Linked DNA regions of Pan troglodytes: region 1 is linked to region 2. Evidence: chromatin contacts called from public Hi-C data. All regions are on one chromosome and are shown on one strand. Each heading gives the region's core, a stretch centred on a gene start, on an enhancer-like site or on the middle of the called end of the contact. The rest is flanking DNA. Distances are from core to core; before and after follow the strand shown.

Evidence for each region. A called contact is a pair of places that touch in the nucleus more often than the background predicts.
Region 1: a Hi-C map of induced pluripotent stem cells shows a contact between it and region 2, with 1.7 times the contacts expected there. The contact joins two enhancer-like sites. A contact is called at or near these places in 2 of 7 Hi-C or Micro-C datasets (both in induced pluripotent stem cells).

The regions. Positions count from the first base shown.
Region 1 is chr21:45,505,511-45,508,210 of NHGRI_mPanTro3-v2.0_pri, forward strand. No RefSeq gene overlaps it. Among named protein-coding and RNA genes, the nearest start is that of DHX35, 310 kb to the left of the region's middle. Within about 2 kb of position 1,426, at least 2 of the 24 cell types and tissues checked have an H3K27ac peak or open chromatin away from gene starts, as enhancers often do. A contact at or near this core is called in induced pluripotent stem cells, where this site is marked.
Region 2 is chr21:45,345,953-45,348,652 of NHGRI_mPanTro3-v2.0_pri, forward strand. No RefSeq gene overlaps it. Among named protein-coding and RNA genes, the nearest start is that of DHX35, 150 kb to the left of the region's middle. Within about 2 kb of position 1,364, at least 3 of the 24 cell types and tissues checked have an H3K27ac peak or open chromatin away from gene starts, as enhancers often do. A contact at or near this core is called in induced pluripotent stem cells, where this site is marked.

The DNA.
Region 1 (2,700 bases), core at 176-2,675, 160 kb after region 2:
CTATTCAATTCTCACAACAACCCAATGAAGTTTGAGTCCCACAGTGGGTTATTACTGCTCCATTTTCCTGTTGAAAAATAAAGAATCAGTGAGGTAAAGTGACAGGGGCAGCATCTGCGGTAGAATCCAGGTCTCCTGACTCTTCAGACTGATCTCATGTCCTAGTACCATCCAGGGTCAGAGACTGCAAGGGCAGGTGGAATAAGGTTAGGGTGCTGGGAACAATATGCTGGTGTGTACTCCAGTCTCTGTGGCCCTAAAACTGTCACAAGTGATGGTTTCCAACCAAGTCAATTGGGTGTCTGACTTTCATCCTGGGACCAGGAAAGTGGGGATTCACGACTGCCTTGATGGTACTGGTTTGTTTTACAGTGTTTGCCAATTTCTGTGGTGTAAATACTTACACTATGTCTGATTTCAAGCTAGCAACTGTTTAGCAATTGGGAGAGAAGAATAGAGGGAGAAGGGAAGAGAGAGAGGCATTTGCTTACATCATGTCTGATTTCAAGCTAGCAACCGTTTAGTGATTGGGAGAGAAGGATAGAGGGAGAAGGGAAGGGAGAGAGGCATATGTAACAACTGCATATTTAACAGTTGGCTTTCTGGCTCCTCCAGCCCACTGCTTGGGCCCGACACCCTAGCAATTAACCTTTTGCTACTCCTGGGCTCCAAGGAGGCCAGGCCGTGGGAACAGAGCACCAGAAGGATATTTCAAGGCATTTTCTCCATTGCCTCAGCCTGGATGAGGCTGATAGTGTTTTACTTCTTCCTTTGCCTCCCTCAGGGAGAAAACAAAGAGTGGATCCCAGAAAGGCCAGGGCCTCTAATCTCTCAGTACAAGTCTTTGAAAGGAGAGGAAGGGAGCTGGGTCTACCGCAGAGAGCTGGCAAGGCTGGGTCTCTGGAGGCTGGGGCCAGGGGCTCCGCGTGTGGAGTATGGAGCAGAGCCGGTGGGCTGGGAGGAAACGGCTGGTGGAAGGCCTCCTGGACCCTCTATCCTGTCTTCATAACTCCCACACAGATTAATGAGCCTCAGGATGCCCTTGGTTTTGGCCAGCCATGCTTGGGGCCTCCCCAAAATAGACAGGACGCCCAGTGCCTCTTGCTATCGTCCCAGCTATTGTCTTTATGAGCCTCCTGGGTTCAGGGATCACATCCTAACTCTTCCTGTTCGTGCTTAATCACCATCCGGATGGATGGACACTTGCAGACAGACTGGGGGCAATGCAGACTCCGGGCATCCAGTACTGTGTGCATGTGGAGAGATCTGGCCCCACCATGTCCATGGCTGAAAAGGGAGAAATGAGGCCATGGTGGAGCTTTTGCAAAGACTCAGCGCTCCTTTCTTGGCTGAGGCTGGCTGAGGGGGCCACCAGGCTCAGAGCTGGTGCCCTGGGGTAGGGCAGTGTATGGGGCAGAGTCAGCCACTAGGGGGCAGGCCCCGACAGCAGGTGGGCCAGGCAAAACCCTGTCAATGCTCAAAAGGATGGTGGGAGGACTGACAGCCACACAAACTGACCCGCTTGGGGTCTTGGGGCCCCCTCCAGGGTCTGGTCAGCTCCAGAGAGAACCAACACCCAGGGAAGTCTGGGAAGCAAGGACAGCAGTGATGGGAAGCTATCCGTAGATTCCCTGTATCATCCTAGTCTGGGGTGATGGAACTGTGATGAGCCGCATCTGCGTCTGGATGGGGATGGGCACGTGGCTTCCCCCTGCTGTGGAAGATGCAAGGAGCAGGAAGAACAGTGACAGAGAAGGACAGGCCTGGGGATAGGGTCAGGAGCTGGCAGCTGCAGCCCCAGCACAAAAGCCAGATGCAGGAACCCTGGCTTGGGGTATACAAGACCCTGAAGGGGCCTTTTTGGTTTGTATCCTCCTGGGCCTGCCTGGCCAGGCCAGCTTCCTGTTAGCCCAGCAAAGCTGAGATTTGTCAGCTACTCCAAAGCAGTCCCTGCCCTTCCTGCTCTTGACTCTGCAGTATTTTGCCTTGGTTGATTCTGGCAGCTTGTGAGCCCTCTGAGCCTGCTGCCTGCCCCGGATGAAGCTGTCTGAGGTTGAGCTGAGCTGTCTGAAAGCCAGAGAAGCTTAGGATTTACCCTGAGGGAAAAAGACTGGGATGCACCCACTACTGGGAGGCCTGATAGACCCAGTGACCTATGGCAAACCATTTATTCTAGTCAGCCATTCTCCCATCCATCCATCCCCTCCATCCATCTAGCCCCTCATCCATCCATCCTTCCATCAGCTCACCCACCCAGCCACCCACCTACCCAGCTACTCATTTATCTACCCTGCCATGTATCCCTCCATCCTTTTCCATCCATCTGCCCATCCTTCCCCATTCATCCATTTATCAATCCATCTATTTTCCATCCATCCATTAATCTATTCTATCAGTATATGTCATTGAAACTTCCTCTGTGCCAGGCTCTCTTTTGGGTCCTGAGAATGCAGCAGTTCACATGACAGAAAAAGTTTCTGGATCATAAGAGCTAAATTTGAATGGCAATGTCCCAGTGACAAGCCAAATCACTCACTATGACATAAGGATGGAAATTGATGGCTCAGCTCTTAATCCATCGAGGCAGCAAACTCCCTACACCTCTTGCCCTGATACATACAGATATATTTACAATATGTATGAAGGCACCCCAAAATATGCATACCTGTGTATGCTCACATTGCATCCCCTTGGATAGCA
Region 2 (2,700 bases), core at 114-2,613:
GAACTTTGGTGGCTGTTTCTTGGCAGTGTTTCTGGACATCTTGTTTGCAGGTGATGAGAGGAAGGGCTGCCCTGACATCTTGTACAGGTGAGGGGGCTGGAGGCTTCCTTCCTGTGCGTTCCAGCCAGTGCCCTGCCTGCAGTGGGGGAGACATTTTTTCACCCGGTTCAATGTGCGGGAGGAGGAGGGTGAGGTGGGGGCATGGGTAGAGGGGCCAGTGGGAGGAGTCCCCCCACAGAGTCCTCTGTTAGAACAACCCAGAAGTCCCCTTCCCCAGCTTGGGGAGCCTCCAGGGCCCGTTCCCACCCCAGCAGCCCCCTCCCCAGCTGGGGGAGGCTGCAGGGCCTATTCCCACCCCAGCAGCCCCCTCCCCAGCTGCGGGAGCCTCCAGGGTATGTTCCCACCCCAGCAGCCCCCTCCTCAGCTGGGGGAGCCTCCAGGGCCCGTTCCATCCCAGCAGCCCCCTCCCCAGCTGGGGGAGCCTCCAGGGTCTGTTCCCACCCCAGCAGCGTCTAGGCTCGCTTCCTGTCTCCCCGTTTTCTGAAAAGCTGTGTGTCAGCACAGGAGTGGCAGGTGTGTTAACTCCCGGAGCCTGCGCCTGTGCCCCAGCATGGGAAGAAAAATGCCGACTCGGAGAGAATCAGAGTCAGGCGCTGGCACTAGCCTTGGGGGCAGGAGAGAGTTGGTCGAAAGGAAGTGTTGGGAGAAGGCCAGGTGGCTGGTACTGAGGTACCCATGCCTGCTTCCTCTGCCAGGAAGAGACCCCCCACTAAGGTAACTGTGAGAAGTAGGGCACTGTCTCTCTCCCTCCCTCCCTCTTTCCCTTTTTTTCATTTCTTCCTTCCCTCGCTCCCTCCCATTTTCCCCCTCCCTATTTCCATCCCTTTTTTCCTTTCCCTCCCTCCCTCCCTTCCTTCCCTCCCTTCCTTCCTTCCCCCTTTCTCTCCCTCTCTTCCTTCCTTTTTGCCCTCTGTCCTTTTTCCCTTCGGTCCTTCCTTTTTTTGTTCATTTCTGCACTCCCCCTCCTCCCCTTCCTTTCCTTCTCTCCTCTTCTCTTCCTTTCCCTCTCTCCTATTCTCTCCCTCCCTCCTTTCCCCCTCTTCCTTCTCTCCCACCTCCCTTCCTTCCTCTTTTCCTCATTTGCATCCCTGCTTCCCCTGTGCTCTCCCTCCTGTCCTCCCTCCTCTTTTCTTGTCTCTTTCCTTTCTCTTCCCCTTCTTCCTCTCTTCTCTTCCTTCCTCCCTGCTCCCACAATGCCACTCAATGCTCCAAGCTGGACACAGCTGCAGGGAAATAGCCTCAGCCCTGGCCCCCAGGAGCTTCCACCTAGTGGGAGCCAGGCAGGTGGACAGGTGATGATCCTGTCACGTGATCCACATGCTAATAAAGATCTGGGCTGGTCTCCTGGGAGCTTTGCTGGGTCTGGAGGGGTAGAGAAAGCCCTCACAGAGCAGGAGACCTCTGGCCTGGGTCTCATAGTTTCTCTGGCTGAGTCAAAAGAAAGGGGCATTGTAGGCAGAGGGAAGAGCTTGCACAAAGTAGGGGGACATGGCCAATGAATTCTTATGCAAATTTGGAATTGGACAAGCCTAGGCTTGAGCCACTGTCAGCATAACCTCTGCCCAATCATTTCAGCCTCTCTCAGCTTCTCATCTGTAAAATGGGGTATGTTAGTACTCATGATGCCCTGGGATGTTTGGGGAACAGAATTAGCTCTTGCATGTGAAAATATCTAGCACTATGTGTCTTATCACATTTTACCCTCATGTCAACCTGGGGGGCCGGGTACAATTATATCTTAATTTTACAGTTCTGGGAATGGTGGCTCAGAGAAGTTGAGCAGCCTGTCCAAGTTCACACAGCCAGGTAGATTGAAGACACAAATGTAGGCAGCCTGATTCCCAAGCCCGAGTGTTTAATAACAATCTCTCCAAAGTCAGCACATACACTTGGAATAAAACTAACACATCAGGTGCCTGCTCTGTAAAATGAGGTTGCACAAACCTGGCAGGATGACAGGGATAACTCTCCAGAGCTGGAGGGGCCATGGGGGATGCACTTTTGATTTTTATGGCTTCTCAGGGTCCCACCAATTGTACTCTCTTAGCCTGTGTCTGGTTGGTGCAGGAAAAAGGAGGATGGGCAGTGGAGCAGGAGGAAGAAGAGGGAGGAAGAGCGAGGGAGAAGGGTGCATTGGAGGGAGCAGGAAGAGAAGGAGAGGGAGGAGGGAGAGGGGAGGAAGGGGGAGGAGGAGGATAGAGAGGAGAGGAGGAGGGGGAGGATAGAGGGAGGAGGGAAAGGGGAGGAGGAAGGGGGAGGGGAGGGAGAGGAGGGGGAGGAGGAGTGGGAGGAGGGAGAGGGGAGGAAGGGGGAGGAGGAGGATAGAGAGGAGAGGAGGAGGGGGAGGATAGAGGGAGGAGGGAAAGGGGAGGAGGAAGGGGGGAGGGGAGGGAGAGGAGGGGGAGGAGGAGTGGGAGGATAGAAAATGGGAGGAGGGGAAAGGGAGGAGGAAAAGGGGAGGAGGAGGAGGGGCAGGGGGAGGAAGAGGGGAAGGGAAGGAGGGGAAGGAGGGAGGGGAAGGGAAGAAGGAGGAGGAACTCTCTGACCCTACTCCCGAATCTGATTCTGTCCCTCTTTTCCAGTTCCCTGCACTGAGGTGTTGGAAATCCAGCTTTCCAGTGGAGGCCGCCTGGGTTTCCG